3 separate regions of the Mus musculus genome follow, and regions 1 and 2 are each linked to region 3. The links are chromatin contacts, called in public HiChIP or PLAC-seq and promoter capture Hi-C maps. All regions are on one chromosome and are shown on one strand. Each heading gives the region's core, a stretch centred on a gene start, on an enhancer-like site or on the middle of the called end of the contact. The rest is flanking DNA. Distances are from core to core; before and after follow the strand shown. Region 1 has its middle 37 kb from the start of Dppa3. Region 2 holds the start of C3ar1 (complement component 3a receptor 1). Region 3 holds the start of Slc2a3 (solute carrier family 2 (facilitated glucose transporter), member 3).

What was found. HiChIP or PLAC-seq counts read pairs in DNA pulled down with a chosen protein or histone mark. Capture Hi-C pulls out chosen DNA fragments and counts their contacts.
Region 1: an H3K4me3 HiChIP or PLAC-seq map of embryonic stem cells shows a contact between it and region 3, with 11 times the contacts expected there. The contact joins the enhancer-like site here to the promoter of Slc2a3 in region 3. A contact is called at or near these places in 2 of 39 promoter capture datasets (embryonic stem cells and macrophages), 3 of 15 datasets of contacts at CTCF or cohesin (the NIH/3T3 cell line, embryonic stem cells and stem cell-derived epiblast-like cells), 36 of 484 Hi-C or Micro-C datasets (the AML12 cell line, the C2C12 cell line, ECoMG myeloid progenitors and 22 more), 24 of 115 datasets of contacts at active chromatin or transcription factors (bone marrow-derived macrophages, embryonic fibroblasts, embryonic forebrain and 10 more) and 4 of 9 other capture datasets (adipose tissue, liver, macrophages and 1 more).
Region 2: a contact with region 3 is called in a promoter capture Hi-C map of pancreatic islet. The contact joins the promoter of C3ar1 here to the promoter of Slc2a3 in region 3. A contact is called at or near these places in 10 of 484 Hi-C or Micro-C datasets (the C2C12 cell line, Sertoli cells, astrocytes and 3 more), 6 of 115 datasets of contacts at active chromatin or transcription factors (embryonic stem cells, extraembryonic endoderm stem cells, microglia and 2 more) and 3 of 9 other capture datasets (adipose tissue, liver and pancreatic islet).

What each region holds. Positions count from the first base shown.
Region 1 is chr6:122,661,486-122,665,106 of GRCm38.p6, forward strand. No RefSeq gene overlaps it. Among named protein-coding and RNA genes, the nearest start is that of Dppa3, 37 kb to the left of the region's middle. RefSeq lists an enhancer at 100-2,950 and a cis regulatory region at 437-3,220. Within about 2 kb of position 1,531, at least 16 of the 459 cell types and tissues checked have an H3K27ac peak or open chromatin away from gene starts, as enhancers often do. A contact at or near this core is called in the N1E-115 cell line and embryonic stem cells, where this site is marked.
Region 2 is chr6:122,854,782-122,858,370 of GRCm38.p6, forward strand. C3ar1 (complement component 3a receptor 1) reads right to left here and starts at 1,376. Exons shown (of 2, transcript NM_009779.2): 1 at 1,203-1,376.
Region 3 is chr6:122,740,536-122,744,186 of GRCm38.p6, forward strand. Slc2a3 (solute carrier family 2 (facilitated glucose transporter), member 3) reads right to left here and starts at 2,210. Exons shown (of 10, transcript NM_011401.4): 1 at 1,841-2,210. The coding sequence starts at 1,855.

The DNA.
Region 1 (3,621 bases), core at 281-2,780, 80 kb before region 3:
AGTTCCCATGTGGGGAGCATTCCCTGTGGGAGCTCTTTCCTGGAAGCTGAGACTGTGACAGCCTGGACACACATCGCAGCGGCCTCCCCCGTCCTTAGGAGAAAGAGAACACATTCCACAGAGACAAAGAGAAAAGAAGGGCAGAGAGCCCTGGGTCCAGCCCCTCTCAGGCTGCTCCACCTTCACCCTCCCAGTTTACACAAGACACAAACATCCTGGGTTTAGATACCAGCAAGACGTCTATGAATAAAAGCATTTGCCACAACCATCTAAGTTCAATTCTCTCTTTAACATTTTTTTAAAAAAATTATGTATATTAGTTTTTTGCCTGCATGTGTGTCTAGGTCAGGATTTGGAGTTATAGACAGTTGTAAATTAGCATGTAGGTGCTGGGATTTGAACCCAGGAAGGACAGCCAGTGCTCTTATCCACTGAGCCATCTCTCCAACCCTTTACGGTCAATGATCAGAACCCATGTGTCCTAGTTAGGTTTCTACTGTTGTGACAGACACTGTGACCAAGAACACCATTCGTAGGGAAGGGTTATTTCGTTTTACAACCTTCGGGTCACACCCCCATTACTGAGGGAGGTCGAGGCAGGAAGCTGGAGCAAAAGCTGTGCCGCAGAGAAGCACTGCTTACAGACTCCTCCTGGCTGGCTTGCTCAGTTTGACTTCTTATAAACCCCAGGACCGTCCACCTACCCAAGAAATAGTGTGGGCACAATGGGCTGGACCCTTCCACATCAACCATCAATGAAGAAAATGCCTCACAGGCTTGCCTACAGGCTGGTCTGAGGCGGCATTTTCTCAAATGGGGTTCGTCCTTCCTAGATGACTCTAGTTCTCATCAAGTTAAAAAACTAACCCGATCAACCTGTAGAAAGCCAGATATAGTGGTAGATATCTGTAATCCCAGCACTCATACCGCAGGATGGAAGGTGGAAGGCCAAAGAGGCTCACAGGCTGCCAGCCTCGAACACACAGCACCTCAGAAACCAGAGAGACCCTGCCTCAACATGTGGAAAGGGAGAACTGACTCCTGAACATAGTTCTCTGGCCTCAGCACGTGCGCCGGCACACACAGACACACCCACAACAATAATAATCAATATATATTAGTTTAAACTTGTAAAACTCCAGTCGTGGGCTAAACTGTCTGGAGCAGGTTCTGTCTCTTACTGTCCAAGATTTCTCAATGCTCGTGGGTCTGGAAGAAAGAGTTCTGCCTACTGTGTTCACGGACAGGTGCCAGCCCAGTGACCCAGAGCAATGTAGGCCCATTCCCTTTCAGTTGTCTCCCGAAACCTAGCACTGCCCTGGGGCTGCCTGCTCAGCACCCTCACCTCTCTCCCCTGGAGCCCATCTCAGTCTGCCAGCGATTCTTTTCAAACAAAGGTTTCTACTGTGGTTTGAATGTGAAACGTCCCCCCACAGGTTCATGTATTTGCAGATCTATGAGTTGCTACAAGAAGGCTGGCCGCTCCCTGGATAGCGATGAATCCTTCAGCCTACTGTCCAGGAAGTGAACCGGCTTCAGACTGAGACCAAAGTGCCACTCCCAAGGTGAACTGGGCAGGAGGCCAAGCGCCTTGTCCGCTCCGCACCACCCACCCATCCCCCTTGCAGCTGGGCCTCTTTGATGCTGCTGCTGAGAGTCTATAGCGGGTGGTGATAAACCGGTGCACCTCGCGGCCTCCCGAATTCAGCTTCTGGAGACAATCCACTCGCTAGAAACAAGGGCGCTTTCCCCAGGAGGTCCCAACTGTCCTTACTCACAGTTCATTCCAAGCCCTAACACAGCCCTAATAAACCAGTCTGCTCTTCACCTCCCAGAAGAGAAAAGGCCTTCCTAGCCCAAGGGTGGGAATGTTAAGGCTGGGGGATAACAGCGCATTTGCTGTGGAGTACTGTTCCTAAAAAGCCGTGGGAAACCTCACACAGATGGGTGACTGGGCTCTCCTAGGTCCCCTCTGCTGGCTTTTTTTCCTCTGACACCTCTGGGTCTTGCAAACCGGGTGCTCCACATATACCGGGGATCCGCTGTGACACCCCCACCACCACCACCTGTGACCGTGTTAGTGACTGAATTTACCTTCCATAGATTTGGAATTAACCGTACAGCTGGCATGGCAGTGTTGGGGCAGACAAGGAGTCGGGGAGATGTGAGATCTTCAAGGTGGATTAGCAAGAGGAAGGTCAGACTTTCAAACTGAGACCTTTCAGCAAGCAACCCTTCAACTGTGAGTTGCTAGTTAGTTAAAAATGAACCCAAAGGGCAACTGGGGCCTTAAAGTGGCCACAAAGCTAAAGGGCAAACTGGCGACAGTAAACATAATTAGCTGACCCTTCCTGGCCCAAAGCTAACACAAACTTAAAGGAAATAAAGTCCGTCGGCAATCTGCTATCTCAAAGGCCCCTCCTGAGTTGGGGCCAGCCTTAACTCCTGCAAAGTTAAGCCCACAGTACTTGAATGCAGTTAATTATTTCTTCCTTTGTTGGCTCGAGGAGACGGAGCACGTTTTTGACCCCCACCCTCACCCCCAGGCTCACATGAGCCCCAGCAGGACAGGTGTCATGTCCTCCTCAGCAAAAGCTTCAATGCAGAGACCGGAGGAAACTGGTTTTCCATCTTCCCGGGCTCTGCAGCCTTGTGCTTCGCGTGTGCTGTTGGAGCGATTTCGTTAAAAGCCCCTTTAGCCTTTCTTCTGGACTCTTTGGGTTTTTTTTGTCTGAGAAGGTGCTGCGGGGGGGGGGGGGCCCTCCCCGATCTTATGTCACCTCACCTGAGGACCCAGTTTGATCATTCAGTAAGGATAGTACTTTTCAAAAAAAAGAAAGAAAGAAAGAAAGAAAGAAAGAAAGAAAGAAAGAAAGAAAGAAAGAAAGAAAGAAAGAAAGAAAAGAATAGTACTTTTCACCATGGGTAAACTTGAACCCAGGTCTGTCTCCATGCTCAGCCTCACGGCTCTTCACTGCCCTGTACAGCCTACACCCCAGCCCGCCCACACATCTGCACCCTTGCCTTGTAAACATCTGGCATAAGAACATCAAATGTTTCATAAACTTGAGTCCAGCTACAGCATCTCAACCTTGAAGGGACAGACACTTAAAGGGTCTTACTGCCCAGATACTTTTAAAAAATTGAGGCTTGCAACCATCCTATCACCAGGAATGAACTGCAGAGTGACTTCCCATTTTCCAAGAGTGGCAACAGGATAGATATTGGTGACTGAGGTTGGAAGACAGGCCTGATTTCCTCATCTGACCAGGTAAGCACTCAGACAGAGGTGTGACTTACAGAACCCCATGTCTTCTGTGGTGTCCAATTCTGTTCTCATGCATTTGCAAATGTGAATGTGAGGAGCCAGTGCAGGAGGAGCAGGCAGAGAGCTGAGATGGCCGGAAGGGCCTGGGTACCATTTACCCAGGCACATAAGTCTGAGGCCGGAAGGAGACATCGCAAGCATCTTAGAGTGCAGTCCTTTGGTCTTGAATTTCTCACTTCTCTGGGACTGTATCCTTTTTCCGAACTTCCATATTGATTTCACAATTCTTCTGGGAGTAGCTCTCTACTTCTCCCAAGGTCATCTATCCCTGAGTGCCCACTTTCTCACTTCTC
Region 2 (3,589 bases), core at 126-2,625, 110 kb after region 3:
GGGAGAGCCCCAGCTACTCACCTAATAACGCCTAGGTTACTGTTCTTTTTTACTGCAGGGATCACATGACTGAGAAACTGTGGTCTCGATAATAAAGTGGACATAGCGATTTAAAATAACAGAAGTTGAAAGGAAAACATTCCAATGTAAGAGCAACTGAGTTCCGTGCTGTGAGGAATAGTTTAAATATCACAAATGATCTTCCTTGAAAGCTCACACCCTAAAAGTCATCCAGGACAAGACCACATTACATTTCCCCAAGTTCTGAGCAACCCCCCCCCAAAACCAAACCAAACAAAAACCCTCTATGTTTAAGTTTTTTATAAAGATTTCAGGATTGAGTTGGCCAGAGTAATTAAAAAAAAACCTGAAACTAAAATGTATTTATGATGAGTAAAAATTAGATTTAAATATCAAATAATAATTATGGAATGATAGAACCAGCTATTTTGATAAGGAATAGCTCAAAGAACGGGAGAGTTACAGAGAGCAACAGAAGAAGAATCCACATATGGGCATATATATATGTGTGTGTGTGTGTGTGTGTGTGTGTGTATATATACATAAAAATAAATGTGTGTACATGTGATCAATGATTACAGAAGCAAAACTAAGGGAAGAAAACATGATCTATAATCTAGGGGAATAAATAACATAAATTCATTATTATTTTCAGAATGAAAATATTAAAAGCCAAGATAAATAGAATGTATAGTATTTACATAAAAATAAAAGTAGACATGGAGATAAGACAGGAGAAATAAAAATTTGGGAAAGTTGGGAGGCAGAGACAGGCGGATTTCTGAGTTCAAGGCCAGCCTGGTCTACAAAGTGAGTTCCAGGATAGTCAGGGCTACACAGAGAAACCCTGTCTCGAAAAACAAAAACAAAACAAAACAAAACAAAACAAAACAAAACAAAACAAAACAAAACAAAACAAAAGTTAGGGAAAGAACCAGATATGATTGTGTACAACTTTAATCGCAGGAGAAGGAGATATAGCTCTGTGAGTTTAAGGCTAGCCCAGTCTATGTAGTGAGTTCCCAACCATCCAAGGCTCTATGTAAGACTCTCAAAAAAAAAAAAAAAAAGTTTTAGGGAAAAGAATAGAAGGAAACAGAAGATAAGGAACTTGAAGCCATTGTACATAATCAGCAGGCTAAACCAAGCATGAACTATAAGGCTCATCTATGTTTTCTTACCAAGCACACTGAGATGGAATCCAAAGGCTCCAGGACTGATGATCTGCGAGCCACCAACAAATCCTGTCTGGTCCAGCCAAAATGAAGTAGTGAAGTGCATTGGACGAGTTGCTGAGCACTGACTTTTCCCTGGGTAAAGGGAACTCAGGATCATGACTGCTATCTGACTGCACAGGAAGGGCCTTTCCATGAGTCACCTCTTAAACTTAGCCGGCGTAGATAAGAAAAGCAGAAGGACAGAGGAGGGCGGGTGGAGGAGGCCGATCAGGACACAGATATTTCCTGCAGGAACCTGTCACCTTAGCTACGAGATGCTGAGATGCAGGCAGGCAGAAATTTGAGGCTTGTCTGTGCTACAGAGTGAGGTTTTATTTTTTTCCCTTTAAATTTGCTTTATTTTATCTTTATATCAGTATGTGTGTGCCATATATGGTTGCTCACAGAGGCCAAGAAAGGATGCTAGATTTCTTGGAACTGGAACCTAATGTGGGTGCTGGGATCTGTTTTTAACCTCCGAGCCATCTCTCCAGTCCCATAGAATGGGGTATTTAAAAGATCTATTGATTTTCTTTTATGTGTAGGAGTTCTTCCCCCCCCCCCCATTTGTGTGTACATATATTTGTGCCTGCTACCTATGGAGGCCAGAAAAGGGCATGGGGGGGGGGGTCCCTGGAATTGAAGTTATAGATTTGCCAGTCACTCATTTGGTGCTGGGAACTCAACTATTAAGCCATTTTTCCAGCCTCTACAGAGTGATTTTAAGACCAACTTGAGAAAGTTAGCAAGACCTTATCTCAAGACAAAAAAGTAATAAAAGATCTAGGGATATAGATTGTGGGTGAGCACTTGTCTGCTATGTCCTAGGTCTTGTGGTTAATCCCCAGGTCAGGAAAAAACTGTGTGTGTGTGTGTGTGACGACGGGAGATGGCTATGATCAAGTTAGGTTGAATGCATATGTACTTGTTAAAGAACAAATAACACATTTAAGAACAACAACAAAAAGATGGCTGAGTTGGGAGGTGTAGCATAAATTTTTTGCAACCTACTTTTAATTATAAGGTTCATTCTCTTCTCTAACCTACCACCCAGCAGAGAGAGTGGAAGAAAAGTTATTAGAATATGGTGGAAGTGGGCCTGTTCAGCAATAGTTCTTTGGGGGGGGGTGGGCGCAATCCCCGTCTTCTTTCTCAGCAGTTCAGTCCCATAGCAAACACCAAATACAACTCAGCAGTTGTAGACCAGTCCTATAGGCAGGCAGATGCCACACATGAGCTAGCAGCTTCAATCCAGTCCTCTCCACCAGCAGACACCGGGCATGAATGCCAACTGGTCTGAGGCAAGGCTGCTAAAGTGGCAAGCAGCTGCAGGAACCGAAGTCCTTGGGTGAGTTTCTCTCAATGGCTGCATTACCACGAGTTGAGCTCAACCACGCTATATAAGGTGAATGAAGAATGGGGAGACAGAGCAAACCAAACCAAGGCTCAGTGCTCATGCCCCACTGTCTGTGGAGTCATATTTACATTCTTTCCTCAAGTGTCCTTTCACGTGTCTGCTATATCAAAACTTCCTTTCACCGTCGTCTGCTTCAGGAAAACATTTTCTCACATGTTTAGTTTAGCAAGACATCCTTTCACCTGTGCACCCCAGCAAAACATCATTTGACAGAACTAACTTTCCAAAGAAACTAGAGATTTCCGCTTAAGGGGGTTTTGAGGAGGAATGCTGTAAAAATACATTTAATTAATCTCAAATGGTATTGCTCTATGTTTGATACATGGATAAACTGTGCTATGCCAAAATGAGAATAAGTTAACTGTGTTCTAATTTCTGACGATACACACAAACACACACCCTGCAACACAAACATACTTTGTATATAAATAGAAATAAAATGGAACACAATGGATATAGATGTGTTCACTTATGGGAATCTAGGAAGAAAGTTCGAAGGAAGTAGTTCCAGAGAAGTGAGCCATAAACAAGCCCCTAAGTGATTACAAGGCTTGAGGCTCTGGATGGAGCAAGCTGTGCTCAGGGCTAGGGTGGGAGATAGTGTGACCCAGGAGATAGGCTCCTGACCCTAGCCTGCAGCCCTGGGGCTGCATTTCATCAGGTGAAGGAGAGGCCCTACAGGCATTCCTAAAGTAAAGAATTCTCTCAGGTCAACCAGGCAGGTCACCCACATCTGTAAGACCGGCACTGGGATGCTGAGGCAGGAGGATCACCGGTTCCAAGCAGCCGGAGCTACAAAATGAGATACTTATTCAAGCAAACAAAGAAACAGATAGACTTGTCCTTTCGTTCGCTTACACACACATACATACATGCATGCATACATACATACATACATACATACATATATACAAATAAAGCTTATTTTTTGTCT
Region 3 (3,651 bases), core at 960-3,459:
TTCCCTTCCCAAGGATGCCTGCTTGGAGTCCATCTTAAGGCATTTCTCCTGCCTTTGCTTAGAATGCCAGGATTTCAGGCGCATTTGGAGAGAAAGACCTAAAAAGGAATTTAAGTCAATTCTCTTGGCCTCATCTACATAGCTAGTACCAGGCCAGCCAGGCTACACAGTGAGACCCTGTCTCAAAAAACAAAAACAAAAAAAAAAAAAAACCGAAAAGCAAAAACAAGACCATTTCACCAGCCGGACTAGGGTGGTGAACAACTGTAATCCTAGAACCCTAGGATCCTGAGTTCAAAGTCCGCCTGAACTAAATTTCTCAAAAAGAAAAGGCAACCAAAAACGTCACCAGATAGACACAGGTATCTGACTGCCCTAGGGAACGGTGAATGCAGGGTTGTGGAATACTATCGGTGAGTTCATGGCTAGTCCAGGCTTACAGTGAGATCTTGTCTCAAAACATAAAACATAACAGACCCAAACCCCTCAAAGCATAGAGGGCAGAACCAGACTCCATGTGGGTCCACCACGCCTCACAGACTGTAGAGGCCAGAACAGGAGCAGGAAGGAGCAGCCACACCAGCATGGTAGATGGCAGGTGACCCCCTTCTCCCCCCGCACCACCCCCCCCCCGACCCCCAAGCACCGGAACTAACCGTGTGAATTCCTTTTTCTCCTCTCCCACCACCTGTTTCTCTCTCATCTCCTCTTCCTCTCTTTGAGAGGAGGTCCCACGCTCTGTACTCCAAGCTAACCTCAAGTCAGCTCCTCACTTCTCCTGCTTCAGCCTCTCAGGTTTGGAGTCACAGGTGCGAGGTGCTATGCTCAGATTTTTATTTTTCTTATCTCTAGACTACCCAACCCACCAGCAACATCCTGGGCCCTCTTGAGAGTCTTCCTGTTCTCTAAATATGGTACCATTCTCCGCCCAGCTGGCCAGAGCCTCTGCTCATTTTAAACACATTATTAGGAGCCATTTTTAGCAAGGGGGGATCAGGCAGACATCTCCTCACCTTGCTGGGAAATCACTCAAGCAGGCAGGGACATCTCAAAACTGGAGTCTGAGGCCGACCTATTTGGCCTGCTACAACCTCTTCACCTGTCCTTAAGTTCCTCTTAAGGTCACTCCCGGTGGCAGGCTGGGAGCGTCTAGCAGCGAGCTGACCTTCCCGGCAGCCTCCCAGTCTCTCGGTGGTTAAGTGCTGTCCCTTCCAGGCGAAGGCCCTTTCCTTGTTGTAAAACCCTCTTTACAGACATCCCCTCTTTTATCCTGATTTTTTTTTCACGGTCTCTTAATTTACTTAATTTCCAAGTTAATCTTCGTGGAAATGCCCTTTTCCTTACAAATACTGCCTTCCTCCCTCCGCCCACACTAACTCCGATACATCCTGCACTCACAACCATAGTAAGGACAACTGGACTTCCCTCCCCACAGTACCGGGAACCCAAGGACCGATAGCGGGATGCTGAACAGCAAACCCAAGCCAACCCCACGTCCTCTCAAGGTCTAAGCCTTTCCCAAGCCTTCCAGCTGGCTCCGAGACCCCCGCGGCCAAGTCCTACCCTCTTCGCTCTCATCACAGCTACCTCAAACACACCCGAGAGGCAAACAGCTTCTGAGGTGACTTTCACGTGCTAAGAAGGTGTCCGAGAGGATCCTCGTCAGGTAGGAGATGCCTAGAACGCTAACACTAGTATCGAATTGCTTGCTGGAGCTGATAAGAAAAGGCCTCCGTCCGGATGGCTCGGTGACTTAGGAGAAACCGGAGCACGGCGATCCGCACCACGACCTACCTCCGTGAGGACCCCAAACAAGCAAATAAAAACAACCAGCTCTTACCTTCGTTGTCCCCATGGTCCCAACCTAGTTCTCAAGTCTTAAGGTAGATCTAGAGGTATCCAGCCAATGTTCTCGGCAGCAAGTGTTCCTCGGGTCCTACAGAAGCCGCTCTCAGAAGGCTTAAGGACTATCACCGAAAGCATCACAGCCCGAAGCCCAGCCTACCTATTTATAATCTCTGCAAGGGGTGGAGCCTTCAACCTCCCACCCCCCAATCCTTAACCTGTGACCCCAGGAATTCAGTGACCTCTTATCTGATCTTCACCGCTCCACCCCCAGCCCCTGTCCTTTGCAATCAACCACCATCACCCACCCCCTCCTGCTTTTTACCACATCCTCCTCGTGGTTCTTTTTTTTTTCCCCTCAAAGCGCTTCCAAATTCCTTCCCCTTTTCAAGAGCCGACAGCCTTTTTGTTTCACAGAAAAAAATACTAAAACAAAGTTTGGAGGGCGGGCAAATTTGAAGGCAGTCGGGATGGAATCAGTCTAAACGCAGAGTAGAGTCAGTGCTGCTTTTAGTTGAAAGTCATCCAAGGAGCAGGAAGCAGAGAATTGATAATGCGTTTTCATTATAGGCTGGGTGTACTCGCCTTGAAGGAGGGAAAGGCGAGGCAGTCCAAGAAAACGCATCCAGGTGTGAAGGCAGCCTTCTTGACTTGAGGCTCCAAGAAGGATCAAGTGAAGTACACAGCCCCAATTCCTCACCACAGCATACGCCACCCCACCCATTGTGAATTCTGCCTCTCTCAGCTCTGTTTTGAGATTAACAGCATCTAGAAACACAACAAATATCTAATTCAACTTACAGATTTTTGCTGAGTGCATAGCTCTCAAGCGGGAAGAAAAAATTAAGAGCTGGGGTGGAGGTGTCTCGCAGTGGTATAGCACTTGCCGCGGCTCTAGGTTAAACCCCCAGAACAATCAGTCTAGGGTAACTGATTCTCATATAAGAAACGTTTGCTAACATACTATTACCTAGGGATTGTGTGTCTCTCGAAAGACAAACTTGAGACAAGTACTTCACTACCACACTGAAAGAAACCTAAAAAGTTGGGTACGCGAAAGGAGAGCTTACAGAGAGGCCTGCGATGGCCTGCAGGAGGCAGGCACATTTCAGGTGAGCTCCAGAGTGAAGCAGCTGAGCACGTGATAAACGTGTGACACTGAGGCTCTAGGCTCTGACTCCCGGTGCGGGGGAGGGAAGGCGACCCCTCCCCTGAAGAGTGATTTGGTATAGGCTCGAGGAAGGAAAGGCATCTTCAGTCCCTAGCTTTCTGGGCAGAGATCTAGACTGATGGACTGAACTGAAGCAAACCTGGTCCCTTTCTCCTTAAAGGAGGGTCTTTGCCAAATCGGATGCTTGCTGAGAAAACTGAGGTGGAGTGAACCGGACCGCGCAAGAAAATCATCCCCGAGGTTGCACCCCCTTGCTCTCGTCATTTTTCTTTCCTAGAAGCACTGAGTCGGAAGCGCCGTTTAATTACCACAGCAACTGAATCTAGCAGCTAAAGAAATAGTAAAGCCCAAAGGCCAGTGCCTGCCAGTAGAAAGAGAATCCAAGCCACTTGGTGCAACATTCCATTTTCCTGTAGCCACATTAGAAATAATGAAGGTTGTCAAGATGGCTTAGCAGGTAAAGGCACTTGCTGCCAAGTCTGGAGACCTGAGTTTCATCCCCACGACCCACACATGGTGTCAGGAGAAAACCAAGTCCACAAAGTTGTCCTCTTTTTGTTGTTTTGTTTTGTTTTGTTTTGGAAACAGGGTTTCTCTGTGTGGCCCTGGCTATACTCGAACTTGCTTTGTAGACC